2 separate regions of the Gossypium hirsutum genome follow, and region 2 is linked to region 1. Evidence: chromatin contacts called from public Hi-C data. All regions are on one chromosome and are shown on one strand. The core of a region is the stretch at or near the end of the contact, and the rest is flanking DNA. Distances in the headings are between cores, read along the strand shown.

Evidence for each region. A called contact is a pair of places that touch in the nucleus more often than the background predicts.
Region 2: a Hi-C map of leaf shows a contact between it and region 1, with 2.3 times the contacts expected there. The contact joins the enhancer-like site here to the promoter of LOC107953066 in region 1. A contact is called at or near these places in 9 of 34 Hi-C or Micro-C datasets (callus, leaf and petal).

Annotation. Positions count from the first base shown.
Region 1 is chrA07:25,072,960-25,079,944 of Gossypium_hirsutum_v2.1, reverse strand. LOC107953066 (protein RETICULATA-RELATED 4, chloroplastic) reads left to right here and starts at 4,466. Exons shown (of 8, transcript XM_016888295.2): 1 at 4,466-5,226; 2 at 5,625-5,693. The coding sequence starts at 4,699.
Region 2 is chrA07:25,103,711-25,111,094 of Gossypium_hirsutum_v2.1, reverse strand. No RefSeq gene overlaps it. Among protein-coding and RNA genes, the nearest start is that of LOC107953067, 16 kb to the left of the region's middle. Within about 2 kb of position 2,539, at least 2 of the 9 cell types and tissues checked have an H3K27ac peak or open chromatin away from gene starts, as enhancers often do. A contact at or near this core is called in leaf, where this site is marked.

The sequences.
Region 1 (6,985 bases), core at 3,217-5,716:
CTGAGTTGTCACATACGCCCATGTGCTAGGCCGTATAACTCATTGACTTGGAACACTAAAAAATCTTAAATGACACACGATCGTGTGACAGCCTGTGTCCCAGGCCATGTAAACCCAAAATTTACCTAAAATCAAGCCATTTCATAACCAATTCATGCATAACTAATCAATCCATTTGTACACACTTTCAAGGACTTAAGCATCATTCAATTACACATAATAATGCCATTTCAAGCAACCTAGTTCACCTAACCAATATGCCATTCAAAGGCACCACAATTGCATCCAAACATCTTTTACCTAAACATGTCAAAATTGCCATTTTTCCAAGCATAATAGCCTAGTTCAATTAACCACCAAACATATCACAAATGACCATTATCAAGCCATTACAGCCATACCAAAAGAACCTTATATACATACACTTAAAAGTGACCAAAATGACATAATTTGGTAAGGCATTGTAGATCACCAAATCAAAAATAAACTTCAAAGCATAAACATACCATGTCACCATGAACACATTCTCAAAATACTATTACAAAACAACTTACATATGGCATTATTAACCTTGGCCAAAATACACAAAATCTACCAAAATAGCTGCTGGATAGTGTGATATGTCTCCAACGAGCTTCCAGCTGATCGAGCTTTCGATAATCTATAAAACAATGGAAAATAACTATGTAAGCAATGAGTGCTTAGTAAGCTCGTATAAACTTTAAACATAACTTTCCACTTCCAATAATACAATTCATAGATTAAGTATAAACCATTACCAATGCCATTAGCTTAGTAAAAGCCTATACAACATCATCAAATTCACAAGTTAGCATACTTGTTCATGATACATATGAAATCAACCATAAGATATGCAGTTTACCATATATATATAACATTTAACTCATCAATGTTGCCATAAGATCATGATTCATTCCATTTGTATACTTACCATTTCATTTCCCTTTTCTTACCCATTGAACCATTTAAAATTACATGGGATACTCTGGAAAGTGCACACATAGTGTGCCTTTACATATAACCATAACCTTTCATTTACATCAATGCTCACACGAGCTGTGAAATATGCCTACTCACATGAGTTGTAGGTTAGAATGTAAGGTACACGATGCTGCTCACATGAGCTGTGGAGAATCCGTAACAAATGCAGGACTTTAGCCATCGGTAGGACATTCAAGACTAGCACTCGAAACATGAAATCCCTAATGACATGTCATTTGTATCCTAAGAATTCTTAAGGTTCAACAGAGAATCATTATCTATCAATTCATCATGGCATAAATAAATTTATACTCAATTTCATTTATATCACAACAACACAATAAACATTTAAATTTAGCTAACATTAAAACGACCACAGTTCATATGAACTTACCTTGATAACTAGAGCGAAGAAGTAAAGTCGAACTAATCCGAAGCTTTAGCTTTTCCTCGATTTAAGTCCGAATATGGTTTATCTTGATCTAAATAGATAATTTCAATCAATTAAGTACCTATATAATTCAATTTAATAAATAATTCATATCTATGCAAAATTACAAATTTGACCTTAATATTTAAACTTTTCACAATTTAGTCTTTAAGCTCGTAACTTGAAATTTAACCATTTTAACCTAAATCCATGTTAACCAATGTTACAAGGGACCTTGAATTAACCCATCAATACCAATATTTCACAACAAAACCTATAGATTTACACCTTTAACAATTTAATCCTTAATTCCAAAATTCATCAAAAATCATTTAACAAAACTTACTTTTTTTATAAAAAAGATAAATAATCCATTAACTAACATCAAAACCTATTCAAAAACATTCATGGTAAGTCCCTCTACCTTTAACAGTTTTGCAAATTAACCCTCGGGCTAGCTAGATTAAGCTAAAATGAACTCAAAAACATAAAAATCATTAAAAACGGGGCTTGCAATCACATACATGCAAGATTAAAGCCTAGCCAAATACTCAAACCCTATTTCAATGGTGATTTTCGGTGGACATATGAAATGACGAAGAAGATGAGCTTAATTTCTCTAGTTATTTTAGCTTTATTTACCAAATTACTATTTTAACCTTATTACTAATTAAAAATTACATTAATATCTTGCCCATGCATATCCGCTAGAATTAATTATGGTATAATTACCATATAAATCCATTAGTTTTTCTTTCCATGGCCATTTAGCCCTTATAACTAATAGATACTCACTTTTACACCTTTTACGATTTAGTCATTTTCACTTAATTGACCATGTAAACATCAAAATTTCTTATCAAAATTTTAATACGACCTTAATTATAAAATAATAATTCACTCGTCAAAATTATGGTCCCAAAACTAATGTTTTCGACATCACTAAAAACGGGCTATTACAATGAGTGTTTCCTACTTTCCAATATTCGGACAAGTATACCATATAAAAAATAAACCAAACTCGTAAGAAGATATTTTCATAAATAAAATCTTAATCCAAGTTTCAATTTTTTTTTACCTATTCACAAGTGGGAACATATTTACTTGGTGATCTACTGGTGCTAGAAATGGCATCCTATATAGCGCCCAGGATTGTAGCAGTATCAGACAACCTCCTATATCTTGTGTTCTGTGCTTTGTCCCCCGAAAAAGCTCACGATATAACATCGCTAGTACTGCTGAACCTAACTGTAGGAACGAGCACCTTGCAAATCAGTTGTTAAGGGTAGGTACATCAAGTGGACTCTATTATTATTAGAATTCGACATAAGTAACTTCCTACAAACTGCAGTATATAAGCCTGAGCGGCGGACATCTTTGGCCTTTCGGTTGCATAATTTGACAATGTTTCAAAATTGGCCTTCAACCACAAAAATTTTAAACCCGTAAATTTAGATGTACCATCAATGGGAGAGCATCCAAGCAAGTCATAGCAGAGCACCGCAAATCGCATCACCTTCCACAGAGAGCCCTAATTGCATTGCGACATCCTCTAATGTGATGGTGCATTCCCACACAGAAAATGAAATGTCTACGTCTTTAGGCGCCACCGGTCAACTAGTGCCAATATTAAGTCAGCCCTTAACTCAAACACACGGATTAATGCCGCTGATCCAAATCCTGTGGCATTTAGGTAGATTATAATCCGTTTGTCCGGCCGGTAGCTCGAACCATGGGCACTTGACCTCAACACATAGTACACACCCTAATTATATTAAATTGTAACATTGGTTAAAATCTCACAATTAAATAAAAATTTATGTGAAATATTAGAACTTTTTTTTTGGCAAATAGATCGTCCTTGCTGTGTGATCGTTTGTAGTAATTAAAAAACCCATTTCGATTTCTACACAAACAAATAAAATTTTAATCATTGACTTAACAAATAAATAATGAAAAAATAACGACAATTACTTTTTCCGAAGCCCATTTTTGTAAAAAAAAATCTAATTACTCAAAAAAACATATAATGTTCACTTTTATATCTTAAAATAAACAAATTATTATTAAAATAAAAATATATACTAGTCAAACCAATCTTAACATTACTTTCAATACAAATCTATCTTAATACACAATTCTAATAATTCTACTAAAATAAACATGCACTTTCAAAGAAACCTATCTTAATAAACATACACTACAAAAAAAAATACAAATATCTAAAATAACACAATTTTAATTATTTTCGAAGTTAACATATTATTACAATAAAAATTTAAAATTTCAACACAATTCTAAACTATTAATAATTATACGATCACAAATTTTTTTAATTTTTTTGGGACCTTTTCCTATTGGAAGTGAGGGAGGGAATGTCCAAGTGCTTGTAATATAAAAAAATAAAAAAATACTAAATAATTAGTATTAAATAAACTTTTAACACAAATAAATTACTATTAAAAAAATAACTAACAACCTCTATAGTAACATTTTCTTCTTGGTTTTCGGTGGGGGACCATCAGCTGGTAGTCTTTTTTTTCTTTTTTTTTTCGTGTGGAAACAATATGTGGGGGGTTGGTCCCTTTTATAATAATGGAAATAATAATATAATAATAATTTTTAAACAAAAAGTAAAAAAAAATCTAAAATATTCAGACTAATGATCGATGGATCATATTAGTGGTAGGCCGTCAAGCTGGTGCCGTCAGACCATTAGGCGGCACTGACCTGCCATTGATGTAACTCATCGACTATGGATCCAAGTTTTAATACTCGAATATTTCAAGCTTTTTTTTAACTTAAAAAACATATTTTATAATAAAAATTCGGGTGCCACCTGACACTTCAATAGTACCAATAAAAAATATTTTTTAAATTTTATATGTATAAAAATATGATGTATTTTTAAATTTTAGATATTGGTGACATCGGTTGCTCTGGCAACACCCTAAAAAAAAATATATTTTAAAAAATTAAAAAAAACATTATTTGGAATCTAAATTATAAGAAAAAGGTGGAGAGTAATGAGAGCGTGAGTTTCACGAGGACAGAAAAAAGAGTAGGAAAGAATGAAACCCTAAAGTAGACAAGAGCGGAGGTTGATTTTCAGACAAAAACTGTCTTAGAAAGTGGTCTGGCGTTTGCTTAGATTCAGATCCTTCAACTTTGATCAACTAACCAACGACAAACCTTTCATTATTACACACCTCTTTCCATTACTTCTCTGACCAAAACTCCGCCTCTGACACCACCTGCAGCCACCAATGTCCATCGCCGCCTGCCTTCTCACCCCTTCCCCACTTTCCTCTCCTAATTCCCTTACCATCACCCCTAAATTCCCCACCACTTTCCCTCTCCACCTCCACCTCCGCCTTTCCTCCTCCGCCACCTGTCTCCGTCACAGCCGATCTTCCCCTTTCTTAACCTTCTGCGCCGGCGGCGATGGTGGTGATATTAACAGCAATAACAACTCGGGTGGCGGCGGTGGAAACGATGAGAATGGAAAACACAGGGGTGGTGATGACGAGAATGCGGGTGACAAGAACAGGAAAGAGGCGATGATTGTCCTGGCGGAGGCAGGGAGGTCAACGGAGAGTCTGCCGAAGGACTTGGCGGCGGCGATCCAGGCTGGGAGGATCCCCGGGTCGGTCATAGAGAGGTTCTTGGGGCTTGAAAAATCGGGGCTTATGAGATGGTTGATGCAGTTTGGAGGGTTTAAAGAAAGGCTTTTGGCTGATGATCTTTTCTTAGCTAAAGTTGCCATGGAGTGTGGTGTTGGGATCTTCACCAAGGTCCATTTTTCCTCCTTTTTCGTTTTTTTAATCAATATATACAAATGGCTACTGTAGATTTGTTCTCCCATTCTTACTTAGCATTGGGTTTAAAGGTTTTCTTTTTATTCTTTTTCACTTGATCATTTTTGGTTCACTTATTTTCTTTGAATCTTAGCCCGAATTTCGGGCTACTTTGCCTTTGGAGTTTTAAGTCAACGTTTTATTCTTTCTTTACATGAAACTGCTTAAAGTGCATGATTGTTTTAGGATTAAATGTTCAACAAAACAGCATGTTGATTTTTAGGAAAAGCAATTGAAGCTACAAGAGCTATGTTTATGCATGTTCCAAATTTTGGTCTCATTTACTTTATCATTCCATCTTAACTACTGTTTTTATACTTTATCATGTTTTCCAGACTGCTGCAGAATATGAACGTCGCAGAGAAAACTTTTTCAAGGAGCTGGAAATCGTTTTTGCTGATGTGGTATGATTCTTCACTTACCTCTTTAAAACCTGCACCTTTTCATTCTTCATTTCTTCTGATTCTGAGTAGCAAGGAGGGCTTATTCGATAAATTTAAACCCAAACAACGCTGGATTTTGATGCCAATTCAAGTCTATTTTATTGATCCTTAGAATTTCTTGATGGTCAAACTACTGTTTTTTATTTGAATTTAGGGGAATAATATGTTACAATCCTTCTAACGCTCTGTATATATATATATATATGTATATATATATTTTTAAGGATAAGAAGTCAATTGCTTTATAATTGTTAGACTAGGAACACAGCATGGACATGACGGCTATAAAAAGATTTTATATGTTGAATTTGTACTTTTCAATTAAAAAACAACTTGCAAATAGTTTTTCAAAATTCAAAAATTGAACCTCAAAAACACCTATGAGAACCGAATTGTTGATTCCATATTTGGAAGAAAAAAATCATCATTTATCCAAACATGTTCAATTGTGTCCATTCATGTCTGACTTTATCTTGATCATCTTTTGACAGTGTTCAATTTTACTTTTACTTCTTTTAATGTGTCCAACATGTTGGACATTTATCGACATATGGACACTCCACTGATAGAAATGTCATGCTTCATAGTTAGATGAATTCTGTTAGCTGCTTAAAATTGTCTTTGGTAAATGACCTCAGCTAAAGTAGCTCAATATCATGCATCGGCAATTACAAATACAACACATATATAGATTGTAAGCATTTGTAGTTGGATGAACATACTTAATTCACAGCTGTTGCATGATATATAAGTTTTAGTAACAAGAGGAAGTGATAGGTGGGTTTACCACTTATCAATCATGGGAACGAATGCCAGGTGCCGTCTTGTCGACATTGGGCTTTTCCTTTAGGGAATGTTTCAAATGCACTAGATCATCCAACGAAGAGTTTGAATCATAACATATGGTGGTAAAGAAGTCTATAGTTCAAGATTAATGGTTATTACGGAGTTTAATCAAATATATGACTCATTTATACATGCATGTTCTCCTGGTAATCTAACCAAGCTTTTAATACTAAACCATATCTTTTTGTGGGCTTGCAAGCTCGTCTTCTACTAGGCTGATAAAACGATCATTTGAGACAAACGAGACATGGAGTTTTGTTTAGTTATCAAGGGGAAAAATAGCAAGATTGAATTAGAGTTTAGATTTTGTCAGAGAAATCTTGAGAATTCGGATGTTGCCAAGTGTAGTATATCAGGTTTTAGCACTTGTTATATCTGTCTACTTTTTGTATTTGAGCTGTAGAATA
Region 2 (7,384 bases), core at 1,290-3,789, 33 kb before region 1:
TCTGAATTGAAAGTGTTGCAATTTACTTTATCGAATGAATTAATGTCAGCCACTGAAATTCTTGAGTTTGTCAAATTTGCAGGTTGGAGTAGATTGAATGAATTTTCTTTTTAATTTTGTTAAAAATTATCTTATTTGCTTAATGTCATAAAATGTGCTATTTTAATAAAATTTTTAGTATATATTTTTATTTTATTGTATTATATTTTATAATTTTTAAAAAAGCTCCAATTTATTATTTATCTTAGGGAACCAAAAATATTAAGAAGTTGTCGTTATATATATGAATGTGTATATATATATATATGAATACTACTTTAAAATTGAAAAATAAAAATCTCCTAAATAAAGAAATCGTTCATTATGAAAGAGAACTGGGTTCCAACACCTTTTCTTTTGTCTTCCACTTTGATAATTGTTTAAGATGGAAAGTAGAAAACTAAGAAAAGTTAGTGCTGCTAAGAATAGTTTTGCCTTTTCTTTTCTTTTCTTTTTTTTTTTATTCTTCTCAATCTCATCACCACTGGAAATGAAATGACATGCTCTCCTTTTATTAGATGTAGTTGTAGATCATTTTCAAGATTTTCTTTTTATTTCTCAGTCAATTTGATTTTAGTGAAAATATTTTAAAAATAAAGTAGTGAATGTTAAAAATTACATCTACTCATGTTAAAATTATATTATGTAAAATATTATGGTACACTACTTATAATAGGTGAAAAATTATGATGTAGTTACTATTAGAGTTATTTATGAGTTGAGTCAGCTTGAAATGTGGTTCTAAAATTTTTTTTATATTCATGTCAGTTTTTAAATTAACCTATGATACTCAAAAGGCTCATTTATTATTTAAAAATTAATAAAATATTTTTAAAAAATTAATTAAATTTAAATAATAATTTTTATTATTTAAATTAAATTTGAGTTGGGCCTGGGCAGGCTACCCAGCCCTTGGATAGGTTTACTTGCGATATGAATGAAAATAATATCTTAATAGATTATGATGCATTTACAATGTGGGTAAAAAAATCATATAAAAATATATTTATTAAAAGGTTAGGTAATAACTAAATAAAGCTTTGATTAAAACAATAAAATTGAATATTTAAAACTATGGTGTCTATGTAAAAGAAAAACATTATATTTTAGTTTCAAATCTATATGAAATTTTATTGATTTTATATAAAAATATATATTTTTTAAAATATTTCATAATAGCGTAATTTACTTTGTAAAAATAATATATTTTTAATAAATTTTCAACTGAGTGTTTTGTGATATAATATTGATATAAATTCATATAATCTTGTATTTAAAAAGAAAAGTTTAAAAGTTCCCCTTCAATAATTTTTTAAAAATATGTATTAAAATACTATAATCTTAAACACTTGTGGGAAATGAATTTCTTAATAATATATTAATTTTAAATCACAATTGTTAGAATTTTACACAAACTAGCATATGTCATGTATTTCATTATATTTTCTAAAGATTCTTTTTGTTCTCTTATAGAATACCCAAGACTATTTTTTGGGTCTACAATATTAGAAATGTATGCTTTTGTTCTTTAATGGTACTTGACCTATGTTTAATTTGGCATTATTATTTTTTAAATTTAAGCCAATGAAAATTGGACACGTGTCAGTTTTAAATGTAATTAATTTTTATACCATCATTAATTAGTCAAAATAGTTAATATCATTAATTTTTCGATAAAATATTACATTGTTACATTTAATTTGAATGCCCTAAGGGTTTTAGAGATGAATAAATCGCTTTTTATTTCGTTTAGGTTTGCCTTGTTGCAATTTTTGTTGCAATGATCAAATTTTTGTTTTAGCCTTATATTATATTGAAACTTGGGATTTAATCTATATACTTTATTTTTTTGACATAATTTGATCTTTCTACTTTTATAATGTCATTAGTTAGTCTAAATATTTAATATTATTAACTATTTCAATAAAATTGTTGACTTCAATTTTTTTTAAGAACAATATTCTAGCAAAAAATTATTTTATCATAACGAGTTCAAATGAATATTTTTAAGAGAAAAAAATCATATAAACATTTACAATATCATTTTTATTGTTATATAACTACTAAGTGAATATTTTTAAATTTTAAATATCACATCAAAGAATTTAATAGAAGAATTTTAATCGTAGTAACAATTGGATCTAAATTTCTAAATCCAAAAAATAAAAATTCTAAATTTTTAAAACTAGAAATAGGATTAGAATATATTTTAACCTTCAAATTTTGTATTCCATAATTTGACATAAACAAATAGGATCGTACTAATATATTTTTAATTTCATAATTATATTATTTATAAAAAATAAAAAATGATTAACATAATTTAATTAACACATAAAATTAATTAATGTGGACATGGCAAGCGTAAAAGTAGTTTATAATATGAAGCAAACAAAAAGATTCTGGCATATTTTAAAATAATTTTGAATATTGTGAAGATTCCATAAATCAGATGTAAAGATTGGAACCTGTTCAATGAGTGCTAACTCTCGCCAACCTAATTGTGCCACAAATCTATGGCACCTACACGTATGTTTTAGGAGGTGTTTTGCACGCTCCAATTATTTATATTATTTCTACGTCTGATTTTACTTTTATTCTTCTTTTTAAAATGCACATTAAGGCTTTCCTTCTTTTCTTTTCTTTTTTTTTTCTTTTTCTTTTATTTTCCATCAAAAGAGAATAATAAATTTTTAATTTTGGTCCTTCAACTATTATCATATTTAAATTTTAATTTAACATAATTTGATTCTCTATTTTTACAATAACATTGGTTAGTCCAAATAGTTATTATCTTAAGCTATTTTGATTAAGATGCTAACAGAAATTTTTTTAAATAACTTTTTAACATATAACAAAATCTCTCTTGACATGATAAGTTAGAACGTATAATTTTAACAAAAAATTCCACCTCATCATTTTATCTATATTAACTTTGATTTAATATTTATATCTAATTTAGTAAAAAATATTTTATTAATTTATTTTATATTTAAAATACGTATTTAAAGGTGTTTGTATATGCTAATAATCAATTTATTATTTGTTTTCAAACAACTTAGGAAAAAATTAAAAATTATTATCATTTAGTTTTTATTTCTAAATAATACATTTTTATATGCCTGCATGGATAAATATATTTTGTTAATTTATTATTTTAATTTTAAAATTATATATTTAAACAGTTTGATTCGCACGTTTATTCATGAGTCAAGTTAGAATTGCTATCAAATCCGCTCTTTAAAATGAACAAGAATGTCTTAAGGCATTCTTTATCTAACACTTGTCCAAATAGACGCCATTTATATATATATATATATGAAAATTTTCAATTTCAATTTTGGTCTTTATAATATGCTTTTGAAATTTAATCTTTATACTTTAATTTTTGGTATATTTTGATACTTCAACTTTTATAATATCATTAGTTATTCTAAATATTTTATTCTAATTAAAATGTTTAGTTTAAAATTTGTTATTACCGTTAAATTTCTTCATTAAATTAAGGTCTGTTGCAATGTATTTTCTCTTTTGATACATCGTTATTGGTGATTATTTTTTAAAATTTCAATATGTTACACCAAAGAATTTGACAAAAGAATTTTAACAGTGTTAATAACTAGATCCAAAAAAGTAAAAAGACGAAATATCTAACAATAAAAGTATGTCATTAAATTTCAAATTCTATATTGATCAACCATATCCCACTACATAGATTGTGGTATATCCAATGTCAGCCTTTATAGAACAACTAGTTACGGTGGATGTTTGACTGTATCAAAATATATGACTCATGATGTTGGGATAATGGTGATATCAAGTCTGAGGATCGTATACATAGTAATCACTATGAGTAATGTTGTGACTATTACATAATAATCCAAGAAACATACTCATAGCGGGTCAGTCCAATATGTTGTTCTTTAACACACATACTCATGTATTGGTTTTGACATCTCATGTCAGTGACAACACTTTGTCATCAATCAACTACATGTTAGTCTTAATGCATTATTGTTGTTCAAGCCCACAATAATACTCGACTAAAGACCTTTTAAGAATAATCATATTATTCTCAAGACATTATTATAAAACAGTTTATTTATATACACAGAAAATAAACTGAAATAATATGGTTATGCCTTATATTAATAAATGAGGTAAACTAAGTTTGTTATTACAACCATCTCATGATTGGTCTTTAGGCATATTCTAACAACAAGTCCGTGGTGGAATATGAGGTTGAATTCCCGAGGCTCAGCTGATGTGCTCAAAGTATGATCGCCACGGAGCAAGATAAATATGTGAGGTTCGAAAATGGGCTCTGTTTCAACCTCAAAATCCAAATTGTGCCACTAAGAATGGGTGTTTGAGACCCTAGTGGAGAAAGCCAATATTGTAGAAGAGATAAAACAGGTGAATCGCAAACAATAGGAAAGGAGTAAGGTCTCTTTTAAAAGAGATTCAAATCCACTGGATCGAATGCTCGTCCATAAAATGATCCAAAGAGGGTAGACCATAGCAAGGGGTTGCTGTGGCTAAATCTGGGGATAAAACTTCCAACTGTGCGCATTATGGTAAGCGTCATCTGGGCGAGTGCTGGAGAAAGTTAGGTGTCTATTTCAGTTGTGGGTCAACTGAGCATAGGATTTAGGATTGTCCTCGATGAACCGAATAGGCACAAGATTCGGCCCAAAATTAGACCCAAAATTAGAGAGCGAGTCAGTTACCTCTGAAGTGCCATGGGTAGAATATGTAACAAACTGATTTTGGGCCTAGTCGGAACAGTGGTTTCAGAACCACTAACTCGAGGTCAAAGAAATTATTTTTAATATTATTTTATTTGTTGTAGCATGATTATATGAGTGCATGAAAATTTTGGTGAAATAATTTTAGCGATTGTATACTCAATTGCGAAAAATGACTAAATCGCATAAAGGGAAAAAGTTTTGTTTTTCTAACAAATGGTGTTAAATAGCTAAAGAATCATAATTAGGGGTCTTTAAAGGAAAATAGACCCATTTCAATAGGGTGGCCGGCCATAGAGACAAGAGGAGTCAAAAAGTTAAAAATTTAGTAGGGTTGGTATTTGATGACATTAGCTAATTGAATAAAAAAATAAAAAATCAAAAGGGGTCATCTTTCTTCTCCATCTTTCCACCGAAAAATAAAGTGAAAAACACCCATGGGAGCTTGAAAATTTTCAGCACAATATACCCTTACATGTAAGTCATTTTGATGGTTATTTTTTGTTGATTTTTGTACTTTTGGGACTCTTGTGGCTTAATTTAACTAATGAGGAGACTATTTTACAAAATGGTCGAAAGTATAGGGTTTTTCCATGAGAGTGTTCATGTTTTTTTCTGAATTTTCATGGAAGAAAATGAATCATGGTTGTTAAACAAACAACTTTTGTGAAGTAGTTTTCATGAAAACCCTAACTAAAGACCATTTTGCATAAGTTATAAATTATGGGGGTAAATGTGTGAAATGATGGGAATTGTGGGCTACTTCTAGTATAAAGAATTTAGCTAGGCTTGGTTAGTGAGAAAATTTGATAAAAATCGATTTACGAGCCTAGGGGTAAAATCATAATTTTGTGAAAGTCTAGCAGCAAAATGGTCATTTTGTAAAAATATGATTTATGAGATGCACTAATTAATGTGATGATTAAATTAGTGAATTTTTATCATTTTAGATGAAGAAATACGAATCTGGACCTAGACCGGGGAAAGGCCAAGCTAGTAGACTAAAGCTAATTAATCATCCACTTTTTGTATACCGAGGTAAGTTGTACGCAAGTAAGGTAAATTTATCGTTATTATGTGTTGAATGATTTATTTTGCATAATATAGTTGAATATGATTATGTATAAGGCATGATGAAATTAATGCGGTAAATTCCCAATTGAAACTAGGAATAGATTGGATATCCATGCCACGACATTTGGGTGATATGTGTGCCAGTATAATACTATGTTTGGGACATGGCATCGGCTACGATGTGAGAGCCAATGTAAGACCATGTTTGGAACATGACATCCGCGATGTTGTGAGAGCTAGTGTAAGACCATGTTTGGGACATGGCATCGGTGTTGATATGTGCGCTAGTGTAAAACCATGTCTGGGACATGGCATCGGCCACATCATGAGAGCCAGTGTAAGACCATGTCTGGGACATGGCATCGGCAATGAGACGAGAGCTAGTGTAAGACCATGTCTGGGACATGGCATCGGCCTCGACATATGAGCCAGTGTAAGACCATGTTTAGAACATGGTATCGGCAATTCACCCTCTTGTGTAAAGCTTGTTAGATATCCTTTAGTATTTCAAATGGTTTCACGGGTTATTTTAAAAGCTTATGACAATGATATGGAATGATATAATCATGTTGTGAGTGGTACAAGTTCTTATTTGAAACTCATGAGATATGAGTCTAGTTATGTTGCCTTGATGGTAAGAATGACATGAGTAAGTTCTAGCTATGAAAATGATCTTGGGACGATATTGAAATCTTTGGTTTATACTTGCGATATATATAAGCATGTAGTGATATTTACCCATGTTCACTCAAGAATGTTGTGTGGATTTATAATAAGCACGGTTGATGTAGTTACTTATTTATATGCAACTTACTAAGCTTTATGTGTAACAGTCTAATTTAGACCCTAGTCGGAATAGTAGATTCGGGACCATAAATATACGTCAGAAAAATGTTTAAATATTATTTCCTGTGTTTATGATGTGTGAATTAGCATGTGTGAAAGTCTCGTATGAAAATTTGAATGTTTGTGTGCTTAATTTAATAAAAAGGACCTAATCACGTAAAATGTAAAAGCTGTGTGCTAGATGTTAAAAGTGCTTATTTGACTTGGCTTTATAATTGAGAGGTCTTTATGTGGTTATTATGCCATTTACATGTATAATGGACATTTATAGCCTTAATATATGTGAATTTATAATGGTTTAATAAAAGGGCAAAATTGCCATTTAGATTATATGTTAATTAAAATAAGACAAAAGCTTAAAATAAGCTCATTTCATGCTTATGTTTCTGAAATCATCAAAAGAAAAAGAAAAGAAATACAAGCTAGGGTTCGGCCTTGATTTTCATTGATTAAGGTATGTGTTTTGATCGGTTTTTTATAATTTCTACATTTTTGTAATTGTTGCTTCGTATACTATCAAACCCATGCCTCAATTTCTAATTCTGATGATGATTTTGAAATGTGCCATTGATGAAATTATGATCTTTGTAAAGTTAGTTGTTGATAAATGAAAGTTTGATGTTGGGCTTACATGTTTTGTCTTAGGATTTTTTTATGATTTTGAGTAAAGTGGACTA